Linked DNA regions of Mus musculus: region 2 is linked to region 1. A link is a contact called in public HiChIP or PLAC-seq data. All regions are on one chromosome and are shown on one strand. The core of a region is the stretch at or near the end of the contact, and the rest is flanking DNA. Distances in the headings are between cores, read along the strand shown.

What was found. HiChIP or PLAC-seq counts read pairs in DNA pulled down with a chosen protein or histone mark.
Region 2: a CTCF HiChIP or PLAC-seq map of the NIH/3T3 cell line shows a contact between it and region 1, with 5 read pairs. The contact joins two enhancer-like sites. A contact is called at or near these places in 1 of 15 datasets of contacts at CTCF or cohesin (the NIH/3T3 cell line), 2 of 484 Hi-C or Micro-C datasets (cerebral cortex and nephron progenitors), 1 of 115 datasets of contacts at active chromatin or transcription factors (fibro-adipogenic progenitors) and 1 of 9 other capture datasets (embryonic stem cells).

Annotation. Positions count from the first base shown.
Region 1 is chr10:66,850,579-66,856,873 of GRCm38.p6, forward strand. No RefSeq gene overlaps it. Among named protein-coding and RNA genes, the nearest start is that of Gm31416, 19 kb to the left of the region's middle. Within about 2 kb of position 2,348, at least 144 of the 459 cell types and tissues checked have an H3K27ac peak or open chromatin away from gene starts, as enhancers often do. A contact at or near this core is called in the NIH/3T3 cell line, where this site is marked.
Region 2 is chr10:67,744,790-67,751,084 of GRCm38.p6, forward strand. Gm40681 (a long non-coding RNA gene) reads right to left here. Exons shown (of 3, transcript XR_871797.3): 2 at 5,225-5,341; 3 at 4,363-4,449. Among named protein-coding and RNA genes, the nearest start is that of Gm40681, 30 kb to the right of the region's middle. Within about 2 kb of position 2,767, at least 29 of the 459 cell types and tissues checked have an H3K27ac peak or open chromatin away from gene starts, as enhancers often do. A contact at or near this core is called in the NIH/3T3 cell line, where this site is marked.

The sequences.
Region 1 (6,295 bases), core at 1,098-3,597:
TGTTCTTGCCTCTTGCTCCCTCTCTCTCCACGTGCTCATGGCCAGTCTCTACTACTCTACTTGTCTCCTCTCTTCTCTCTCTCTCTCTCTCTCTCTCTCTCTCTCTCTCTCTCTCTCTCTCTCTCTCTCTCTCTTTCTCTCTCTCTCTCTCTCTCCCTCTCTCTCTCTCTCTCTTCTATTCTCTCTTCTCCCTCTCTCTCTTCTCTCTTCTCTTCTCTCTCTTCCTTTCTCTACCTCTCCTACCCTCTTAATTCCCTGCCCGGATAAACCTATTCTATACTATACCTTCATGTGGCTGGTCCCTCAGGGGGAAGGGATGCCTCAGCATAGGCCCACAGAGGCACCCCCTTCCCCCACACCTGACTACACCTCCACCAAAACATATTCCTTCCTCTTTTTATCTTTTTATAAACACATTAATTATTACAACTGTTTTATTGTTACATTATCCTTTGAGTTTTATTTTGCTTTTGTTTTGTTTTTTTTTTTTCTTTGTCTTGTTTTTTAGAATTATTTATTTTATGTGCATGAGCAAGCCACTATGTGGGTGCTGGGAACTGAGCCCAAGAGCAACAAATGATCTCAAGTGCTGAGTCATCTTTCCAACTCCCTTGAGGTTTGGGGGATTCTTTCTAAAGATTTATTTTATCTTTCATATGTATGTGTGTCTGTATAAGTGACTGCCGTGGGTGGACAGGTGCCTGAGGAGGCCAGACGAGGGCATCAGACCCCCTGGAGCCGGACTTACTGGCTTGTATGAGGTGCTGAATGTGGGTGGCAGGAACCATGCTTGGTCCCTCTGAAAGAGCAGCAAGCGGTTTTAACTGCTAAGGCAACTCCCCAGCCATTGTTTGGGTTTAGTTATTTGCTTGTAGTGAAAGTTTCAATTTTGCAACCAAGAATGAAAGAAGAAGAAGAACATAATTCTGAAGCAGGATCTGCCGCTATATTCATTTTTATGAACTACGCCTAATGGTCATTTGCATTCTGGGGTGAAAGCATGTGCTATGGGGTCTTTCTTTACTTAATATATTTTATTATGCAGAAAAATGAAATTCAAATAAGAAACCACATTCCTTGAAAAAGAGAAAAATGATGGAGACCATGACATCTGACATTCATTCTATGTATGCATGTGTGTGCCTGTATGTGTGTGTGCTGCATGTGTATGTGTGTCCACATGTGTTTTGGGGCTTGCGTGTGCATGCATGCATATGTGTGCACATGCATATGTGCACAGGAGTGCATGTGTGTTCCAGTGTGTGTGTACATGTGTGTACTGCATGTGGTTGGGTGTTTGTACATGTGTATAAATGTTCAAATGTCCAGAGGACAGCCCCCAGTCACTTGTCTGTCAGGAGTCACACTTGTTTTTTACACAGGGTCTCTCCCTGGCCTAAAGCTCAGCCTGGTTTTTGCTATCTCCACGTCCCTAGTACTGAGATTACAAGCATCCATCATGAGATTCCCAGAAGATACCAGTTTCATGGGGATGCGTTGCTTCTAGAGGTCAAGCTCAGGTCATCATGCTTGCAAGGCAAGCACTTGACTAAGCCACTTCCCTATCGCCTGATACTCACTTCTGATGGTAACAGTCAGCTTAGTGTTCAAATAGCATAGAGCGACAAAAAAGAATAGAGCAATTCCCAGTTCCGACTGTAAATACAGACAGTGATAAACAGGTTCTAGCCAGGTTTGTTTAAATCAAGGGCTAGAGGCAAGCAATACTGGTCAAGACCCGGTCCAGGCCACCATCAGCTCAGATGCAGTCTGCCCTGGGAGGTGATCTGATAAGCTCTCAAACTGCGTTAAATCTCGGGGCTGGAGAGATGGCTCAGAGATTACAAGTACTGGCTGCTCTTCCAGAGGTCCCTGGTTCAATTCCCAGCACCCATGTGGCAGTTTATGTTTGTCTGATCCTCCAGTTGCAGGGGACCTCATACAACCAAAAAGTCATGCAAGCAAAACATCAATGCACATGAAAAATAAAATAAAATAAAATAAAATAAAATAAAATAAAATAAAATAAAATAAAGAAGTCATCAAAAGGAATCTTTTTTTTAAACTGTGTTAAATCTCTTTCAGGAAAGCAAACCCCTCCTCTGAGGGGCACCAGGCTCGTAGCTCTTCCCTTTTCCCAGCATGAGACTTCTGGGGAAATTCCAGTTTCTTGAAGACCATTGATTCAACAGTCTGATAGCCAAAGGGGGGACCCCAAGGGCTTCTTTAGCTTGCCTTCATTGCTGCCAGGACAGGCACAAAAGGAGAGTTGCTGTCTACACACCAACCCGTGACCTACTCAAACAGTGAGGAGAAAAATGGAGACAGAAATAGAAACTGCTTCCTCCTGGCACCCCAGCCCAGCTGATGATGTCTTAGTCATTGTCATGTGCGGCTACAGACTAACATCTGAAGACAGAGTCGGAGGAGGTTGTGAAATAAATTATAATATAGTCGGTTGGTTTTTTTCTTTAATCTGCTTTAAATTTTGCACTAAGCAAACCTTAAACAAACAAACAAAAATCTCGAAAGTAGGAAGAGAGGTCACTTTTATTCAAGGAGACAGAGCAGTTAGTTACCAAAAAAAATACCAGCTTTGCTAGGCGTGCATTTTAATTTGCCCTGCATTGCGTTGTTATCACGAACAATCACGAAGCAAATTGTAGGCAGATGCCTCTGGCTGTCCGAAAAGCGTATCAAATGAAAGACAAAGTTTCCTTGGTTCTTAGCAAATGTCATGAGGTTTTTGGGCAACGCTGAAATGCTCAAATGCAATTGAGAATGATAATCAGGTCTGCCAGTAGGGGGCGCGCAAACCAAATTTAGAAAGCGCTTCGAAATGGGCGTTTACGGAAGGAACGGATTAGGGAGCACAGCAAACTAAAGAGCAAAGTCAAATCTTCAGGGTAAAGCTTCTGCCATCTGTGCGAGAGCACAGATCTCAGAAGCTTAGGAGGTGGAAGGGACAGCTGTAGGTAGAATGCAAGACAATCCATCTAACGCCCGTTATTATTTACCCCTTTATTTCTACACCCTATTTTTATTTTGTTCATTTGGTTGGTTTTGCTCTTTACATAATGCTGGGTGTCTGTCTCAAATGCCAGCTAATAAGCACGTTCGTCAGCTAATAAGCACGTTCCTCATTTCTCCCATACATCTGATCTGAGTTTCATGATTCCTAGAACTCTTTAGCCTCTGTCCCCTGACCCTCAGGTTGTAATAACTAATTAACTCATATGCAACTTTACTGTTTTTTTTTTTTTCAAAACAAGGTCTCACGTATTGTGGGATAGCTTCCAAGAGTGACCCCGAATTTCTAATCCTCCTGCCTTCACCTCCAAAGTGTTCCAAGAGTTTGGATTACCTGCTTCACCACAACGCTTGGTGGCGTGGTGCTGGGGATGGAACCCAGGGCTTTTCGCATGCTCAGCAAGCACTCTTTGAGCTACTACACCTGACGCTCTGGCTCTTGCAGAACTTAAAAGACATCCTTTGCTAACCAAATCACTTAAGTTTTACTGGAAGTGAAGCATAATGTTGCACTCTACTAATCAAGTATAGATTGCTTTCCCTTGAGTTAGGCAAAATTCAATCTTGTTTAAAAAAAAAAAAAAAGACAAGAGTCCTTCCTCTGCCTACAATTTACAAATCCATCTATTTTCAACAGAGTCCTTCAAAATTCTGCACCAGCTTTTCTCCCAATAAACAACAGGTCCTCGTCTCCTAAAATAGTTTCGGGCATGAGGGCTGAGTCTGCTTTTGCAGACACTTTTTGCATAGCTGAAAAATCATTTTTGAAGAACCGATGCTCTTTGAAATGTGGCAATAGTTACTCGCCTATTGTCTAGGCACAGAGAAAAGCCCTTTGGAATTGTCTAGGCACAGAGAAAAGCCCTTTGGAATGGCTTGGAAAGCACCCACACACACACACACACCCCAAAAAAACGGTAGGTTCAGATAGTATGTTGGAGTATCCTGACTGGGTAACTTTACAAGAATCCTCCTAACTTGGTGATGATCTTCCTTTATAGAGTGGAATTGCAGTAACTACCTTTCTGGTTGGGGGGGTGGAAAGATGTGTCTACATCTTATAGACACATGCCTGGTAAGTTGTTGTTATTCGTCATGAATGGAAACTAGCTTTTATGCTTAGCATGGACTGAGACCCCACTCCTTACAAAACAAAACAAAGAAAAAAAACCCTCTACTAACACAATCCCGTTGTACAGATGGTCATAGGTCTTCTCTACGAAGAGTTCAGGGCAGTGCCAGTCAGCCATTCCCTCCGTGGAGGATGCAGAGAGCTGTCTGCAGCACCACCCTGTCAGAGAACTGAAAAGCTGCCGTCTAGGTGAAGTAAGAGGTTAGGCCAGGGAGAGTGTGCCCAGCTGGAAATAGACAAAGACTGAAACGATGAAAATGAAAGATCAGAATGAGCCGGCAACAAACCCAGAGACACAGAAGTAGTGAGAAATGGAAGGTTTGGTTTTAATGCTGGTGGGTATCCGCAGAGAACAGAGAAAACAGAACCACGTGATCGTACACTCCGATGCAGGAAGATGCATATGCACATGCTCACACACTCAGAGACGTCTCAGAAAAGACTGTGATCAGAAAACAAAACCCCAATGAAAGAATTTAAGTCAATCTGTTCTTTCGAGAATATACTTGAAACTGACTGTAGTGGCTGGTGGTGAATACCTTTAATCCCAGCACTTGAAAGGCAAAGACAGGCAGAGTTCAAGGCCTGGTCTACAGAGTGAGTTCCAGGACAGCCAAGACTACACAGAGAAACTCTCTCAAAAAAACAAAAGCAAGCAAACAAATATACTTAAACGTCTGGAGAGATGACTCAGTGGTTAACAGCACTGACTGCTCTAACAGAAGACCTGAGTTCAGTTCCCAGCACCTACATTAGACAGGTGGTCCACAGTCACCTGTAACTCCAAAAGCAGGTGACCTAATGCCCCCCTTCTGACTGAAAGAAAATTAAAATTCAAGGTCCATGACTCATGCGGCTTGCTAGTTAGGAGGGCTTTGGGGGCCTAGAGCAAAGAACAGAGGCTGTAAAGTCATCCCAGGAACTGACTAGCCATAAAGATAGGGAAGACATACAAGAATGTCTGGACTGGCCTGGCGCCTCCCTATCTCCCACCCTTCTGACCTGAGTTAAATGTTAACCAGATGCTCTGCTGTTACCTCGATCTGCACGTACAGTTTGCTGATGTTTAAACTGTCCAATTGTGTGAAGCCATGCCAATTCTTCCCCTACCCCCACTCTTTTCCTATATAAACCCCTAGCGTCTGAGCCTCGTGGTCAACACCTCTGTCTCCAGTGTGAGATACTCCGACATTAAACTACCTCATGTGTTTGCACCAAGATGGTCTCTCATGATTCTTTGGGTGCACACTATCTCGTGACTTGGGTGGGGGAATCCCCACGGAGGTCTTCATGACCTTTGTCAGCACTCACACATGTAATATACATATACACAGACATATACATTTTAAAAATTACAGGTGTTTTCAGCCAAGCCTAACAACGTGAGTTCGATACTCCGGACCTACCTGATAGAAAGAAAGAACTGACCCCCGCAAGTTGAAATCTGGCCTGCAAACTCACATATGTCACACACACAATAAAAAATATATATAACTTAAAATCTAATAAAAACAATACACATGATCTAAAAGACACAGCCAAGACTGTTTCCCCAGACAGAGTGAAAATTCAAAAACAAAAGTCCTGAGAGCAAAGATGAGATTTGAAGGCTCCATGCATGCACCACTAAGACCACGACCACACGACAAGCCCTGCAAAGGCAGGGCAGGGCATAGGAACACTCATCTGTATGCCCAGCACTGGGGAAGCTGAGGCAGGAAGATGGCAAACTGGATGCCAGCCTGAGCTACATAGTAAGTTCAAGGACATTCTGGGGTTACATAGTTACATAGTAAGTTACATAGTAAGGTTATATACATACATATATATGCGTGTGTATATATGCGTATATGTATGCATATACATATACATATGCATATACATACATACATACATACATACATACATACCACTCAAACCCTCCAGAAATTTTTTTTAAAAATTCAAAGGAATAAAAAAAAATTCAAAGGAATTATGCAGGCTTCTATGAAAGGGATACCTTTTTTTTTTTTTTAATTTCACCAGTATCAGACTTCCTATAGCATTATTAGATGTTAGAAGACAAGCAAAAATGATATTTCATGGGGTGGTTAATTTTTAAAAATATTTATCTGTTTTTATTTTATACACATG
Region 2 (6,295 bases), core at 1,517-4,016, 890 kb after region 1:
AATGACCGAAGCCCAGGATAGCATTGCTTAGCTGGGCAGCTTAGATCTGAGATATCTGGATCTAGAGTGGATCCATGACCCTTACTTCAGTTCCCTCTAGATCGTCCAGGTCTGTATTTCTCTGATGGGTTCCACTGTTCTGGAACAATCCTTGCAGCATGACAAGGTGCTAAGGCTACCTCCTAGATTAGCAATGGCATCTCTAGAGTTTTCCTAGAATCCTGGAATGGTGTTCCATTGGCCTGGCTGGGTCACACTTCCAACTTCAAATTAGTCACTCTGGCCCTGGAGTAGAGCAATGCCCTAGTTGGCCAGGTCTGAGCTGTATATCCATTGTAAGTGAAGTGTAAGGGAGTGGAAAGGCTTCAGATAGACATGACGTCATGGTAATCAGACACAGGAATGGAGGCTGGGAAGAGTTCTAGACAAGCTGTATCTGCTCCAGGGGCGATTGCAGCCACTGACCTGGCAATTTACTATTTGTCCCGGGCTGTCACCAATACTTCTGTCATCTCTTCCACTCTAAGCTGTACAACAAGTACAGGTTGGCTCTTCAGGGGAAGAGTGCCTACTTAATGTGTATGGGATACTGAATTCAATTCCCAATATGCCCAAAGCAAAATAAGAACCATGGTGGGATATTCTAGGAAACAGCTAGGTGGCCAGGGAGGTGAGTGGGAAAAATCATTGAAAGCAATAATCGGGAAGAAAGGCACCCTGGATAGAAGTTAATTATATATAAAGAGGAATTAGCAACAAAGTCAAGATGAAGGAGAGCAAAGCCCCAATCAGAAGGTCTTAGAAGAGAGACTGTGCATCTTTTGGAGCTAAGTCCTTCATAAACAGCAATGTGGAAGATGCTTTAGTTGCTAAATTACACATACCTCAAGATAATTGTTAAAGACTAACAGGCCATAGGTAGTAGGCTTATTGTACCTAACTATCTTTCACCATGGGTCCTTGTAGCAAACAAAATTTCCCCCATAAGAAATCCTTTTCACAATGCCATCTTCCTGTAAGCATCCCTAAAAGTTCATCCTCTACCTAATGAATTCATAACATTCTAATTATTTTCTTCCTGTGTTCTAGGCTGACAGAGTCTATGATGTGGATATCATAAGAGGAAGTTGGGGGCCATCTCCTGCCTTGAGACACTGTTCACTTGGCAATGTCATTCATTGTGCCTTCAAACAACTGCCTTACCCAAGGGTCAATGACGTGTACAGGTATGTAAATCCCTAAGACAAGGGTGTCATGAAACCAGCTACTCTGGCTTTGAACCCTATATTTTACATGCAATGTGCTCTGTCAATAGAATAATCTGCTATGCTATACGGAGTGTTGGGAAGACTTGGCATAGAAGACTTGTTCATCTACGGAAATGAGAATGTTCTCAGAGATTTATTCTTCACTTAGGAGTCAATGAAATATGACAGCTGATACACTATAGGCTCTGCTCAAGGCTCAGTCTCTCTGTGCAAAACAATTGGATATCGGTGGATAGAGCTGGTTAGTTGAGCCATCTGGTATTTTACTTGAAGAGCATCCAGATCTTGTTGGCCAAAGTCCATGTGAGTCTCATAACTGAGCTGATTGGGCCAAGCCAATTGCTCAGTTTCAGTGTAAGCAGAGTATACATGCTCTCTGTCTTTTTTTATTTCTCTTCTAAAATCATATACCGTGAGTATAGCATAGAGTTTGTGTAGAGTTACATGTGTGTGAGCATGTGGGTATGTGCACACACCTGGGTATGCATACAAATGTGTATGTGTGTGTGTGTGTGTGTGTGTGTGTGTGTGTGCTCGGCTATGGAGACCAGAGAAACATGTCTGGTGTCATTCCCCAGAGGACACTCTTACTTTTGTTGTTGTTCCTTTTTTTTAAGCCAGGGATCTCTGACTGGCCCCCTGCTTACCACTTAGGTTAGACTGTCTGGCAAGTGAGATACAGGGACCTGCCTGCCTCTTGCATCCCCTGGGCTAGCATTACAAGCACCCCTATACTTGCCGCCTTCTTCTTCTTCTTCTTCTTCTTCTTCTTCTTCTTCTTCTTCTTCTTCTTCTTCTTCTTCTTCTTCTTCTTCTTCTTCTTCTTCTTCTTCTTCTTCTTCTTCTCCTCTTCTCCTTCTCCTTCTCTTTCTCCTCCTCCCCCTCCTCTTTCTTCCTCTTCCTTTTCCTCTTCCTCTCCTCCTCCTCCTCCTTCTAATTAATGTGGGGTTTGAGGATCAAACTCAGGTCCCTGTACTTTCAATGTAAACACTTTGCTAACTAGGTCTTCTCCCTACCCCTCCCATATACTTTAATGTAATGAATTTCCAAAGAGAAAGAATGCATATTTCAAATGAAGAAGGTTTCTTCAGTGAGTAGGGGGTGTTCTTAGGAAAGCAGTTGGATCTGATAAATTTGCCACATAGATGCAGAATAAATAAAGTCACCTTACATTTCTAGACTTTATAAATATGTTTTCAAACCATTTGAAATGTAGTCATTCTCTCTGTAAACTACCCGCCCCCCAGTCAGTCAGGGCTGATACCTACGTCATGCACACCCTACTGGGGCAGACTCTCCCATAATGAACACTAATAGAGACACTCTTTGCCTTTGTTGAGCAAAGCAGTCATTTGGTTTATTAAAGCTTTCCTTTATTTTTTTTCTTTTATATTTTGAAGGGTGGTGCAGACCAGATTTCAAAACATGGCTCAAGGAGGCAAGAAACCATTCCCTCAAGTGTTTATGAAGTGAATCACAAATTCATTCAGCATGACTTCTTACCCAGAGAAATGAAGGCAGGATGGCAACAAGCTGAGTCTCCAAGCCTTCAACCTTAGGATCTCCTTGGGAAAGGGTCACAAGGGCAATTATTTTCAGCTGTCCCTGCCTTGCTTCCGCTGGCCATGGAAATCTCCAGGCAGGAGGAAGGCAGCCTCTGCCTAGACCGTAGACTGGCCTAGACAGGGCTTGGAAAGTCGGGATACAGTTTTCCTGAAGCTTCTTAATTTCCCCCATCCCTCCCTGATTGAAAACACCACTTATCCCATTACAGCATGTGGAAAGAGAGGGGAGAGAAGCAGGCGGATCTGAACTCGGGATAAAAATGACTTTATGGGGTTATTATTCTCATCCATAACAGATGACCATTTTCATGTCATTTAGCTGATTCCCCTACAGGCTCACTTGGAGAAATACAAAGTGCAGTCATCATGCTATTTATCTTGAGCCCCCCCCCCCCCCCGACGAGACCCGTGTACCTCCATGTAATGACTGGAGAGCTGTCGCTTGAGTCTTTTCTTGGAAATGTCTGGCCATTTGCTAGAGACCAGTTACCCATTATTTCATCGGCTGCATGTGAAGAATTCCCCTCTCTCACTTACACTGTGGTGAGTTCTAAAGCTTCAGACTTCCTCCAGTGTCTGGGCACTGTCTGGAGACATGGGTTCTAAGGAAATCTGTGGATTCATGCTATTCCTCTTTTTTCAGGTGACAGCTGCTTCTTGCCCGGCAAAGCTTCAGCACGAGCTCCTAAGTACCCCCAGCCATCTTGGATTGGGAGCACTTGGTGAAATTTGAAGATGACCTGTCATTCAAAGGGCACATAAGCACAACAGGTTTTGAATGAAAGAAGATGCTAGAGTAGCAAAAGCTTTGAGCAGGCTGCAGCACCCTAGTCGCTGACATCAGCAATCTGCTTATTATTATATTACTATGCAGCTGGATCTCCATCTGTGGCACTGCTGGCTAAGTATCATTTCCACTTTATGTAAAGAACATGGATTCGGTGCTGTGTCTCCTGAGCTAATGAGTCAGATTTCGAATGAGTCTCTTAGCCGTGTCTATATAGGAACGAGGTGAGTCCAGGCTACGGACCAACTTCCAGGGACTTGGATAAAAGAAAAAAAAATAACTTGACTCACTCTCAGTGTAATCTGGTCAGAAAAGAACCAGAGAGTAAGTCAGAGAATGGGGAACAGTGTATGTTCTCATGGGTTCGCACAATGCACACCCTCTAGTGATTTTCAGAACTGGATTCCTGAGGAACTTCTGACATGAGGCTAGAAAGGGGAAGAAGCATGGGGCCTGTAAGCCCTGGGATGTCCTCAGTGGAGTATCGCAAACTAAACCAAAGAAATCCAAGGCTGCTTCATCAAAATAGGTTGAGGCTGTCTAAGGAAAATCATTAGCTCCTAACAAGTCACATAAGTATACGTGGACAGAAAGTATCTAATACAAATATAGCTGTAGCACAGAGTGTTTACATAATAGGCCATCATCAACTTCCTCTTGATTTTATAAATGAGGGAGGAATCATGACAAATGGATACTTTATTTCTGTTGATAACAGCAGGTCATACATTACCATAGGGTACCTTTTGTTTTTCTGTTTTAGTAGGCAGGTACAAATAAACGAGGAACATGGGTAATTCCCAAGGACAGTATCTAAATGCCACCATACCTGGAGAACAAGAAAGGCCAATCAGAATCAACAAAACAGTCTCTAGGTCCTTAGGTCCCCTGTCACAGAAGAAAATATCAAGAGAAAGGAGCCCATCGCAGCATGTTCTATAGGGACACATCAGCCCTGAGTTCCAGAAAGGAGAAATGACCACATTCCAGGCTTCTCTATGGGGATGTATCTTCTCAGTGTGTCCTAAAATCCCACGTCACAGCCCATGTTCAAAGTGGTACCATTCGTCTATCAACATGTTAATGTGTGATCCGCTACATGGGTAGTTTTACTTTATTCTCTTTCTCTTCTTTCTCACATGGTTCCTGAACTACCAGCAAGCTTTATTTTAATTAAAATGCCAGTAAGGTTTATAGTGATTTCTGTAATGCTAATAGGCAGAATCTATATATCATAATGTCAGGACAATGCATTGGCTCCTACCAGCCATGTTCAATTAAAGGATAAATCATTTTCAGAAGAACATTAAGTACGGGAAATTTAAATATAAATAAGACAGAAAATTAAAACTCCCTTGAAGTAGCAGATGAAAATTTGTTACGAGAGGGAGATTAGCTGAGTAAACAGAGAACGAGTATTACTTTAGATATTCCGACAGATCTAATATCAAACTTTTATAAGACTGATCCTTGCTTCAATATGATTGTGTGTACATGTACGTAGGTGTATTATGTATGCCTGTAGATGTGTGTACAATGTATGTGCTTCACCTTAGTTGCAGGATATAGAACAATTAGGTTGGAATTGAACTAGAAACTGTTACCTCACTGGCTGGTTTTCACAGGGCCACAGGAAGGTGTTCAGCAGGTTTCTTAGAGGAGAAGGGACGTCAGCTCAACACTCCTACCCAGCTATGGCTCCTAAGAATAAGGATCCTAACCTGCAAGGCAAGATATGACCTCTTGTATAATAGTAATACAATTGCTATGGCGACAACCAACTGTTCTCTGCTTGGGTTTAAGGCTTGTTCTACAAGAGGAAGAAGGTCCTGCCTGGTAGTGTAGACTCAGTCAAAAATACTTGACTGAAGAAGTCTTAGGCCCTAGCAACAAGCTTACTAGTCTTTTTAAACTACACTGATACAACATCAAAATGTCTCCCATGTTTGTATCCATAAGCACATGCTCTGCTGAGCCTTTATTAGAGACGTGTCTATGTGTGGAGGAGGCAAAGATTCATGGCTGCTCAAGGGACTGAGAGTAAGTGATAGCTGAATATTCAACCCTAAACAGGAGATGTATACCTTTCTCTCTAAGGCTCAGAGAGAAATTCAGAAAGAGTGTACCGGAAGATAAGGAGAGGAGCTACAAAATCCCATAGTCCAGGAACAGTATGGCCATTGCAATCAGGAACTCTCAGCAGCTGCAGCTTCCTGGCTAGGCTTACATTAACCTGGGCCTGTCACTGTCAGTCATGGAGGGATATGAGGGACTAGTAGGTTCCTATCCTATACTGATGATAGATTTTAGGAGAGAGATGGTTATTGGAATGGTCCTAGCTTTCTTCTCCTTCCTTGTGCTCTTATGAGTTAATCTTTTGCTATCATTTAATTGAGCCTTTGAGAGTCATCAGAAATGATCCTTCCTTTGAGATAGAAAGAGAAAAAGAGAGGGAGAGGGGAGGGGGAAGGGGAGAGGGAGAGGGAGAGGGGGAGGGAAGAGAGGGAGAGGGAGAGGGAGAGGGAGAGGGAGAGAGAGAGCATGCCATAAGAGATCATTAGACCCTCTGAAGCTGGAGTTACAGCAGTTCTGAGCTATGTGATATGGGCACTGGGAATTGAACACCAGTCTTCTAGAAGAACATAAAGTACTCTCAACAATTGAGCCTTGTTTCC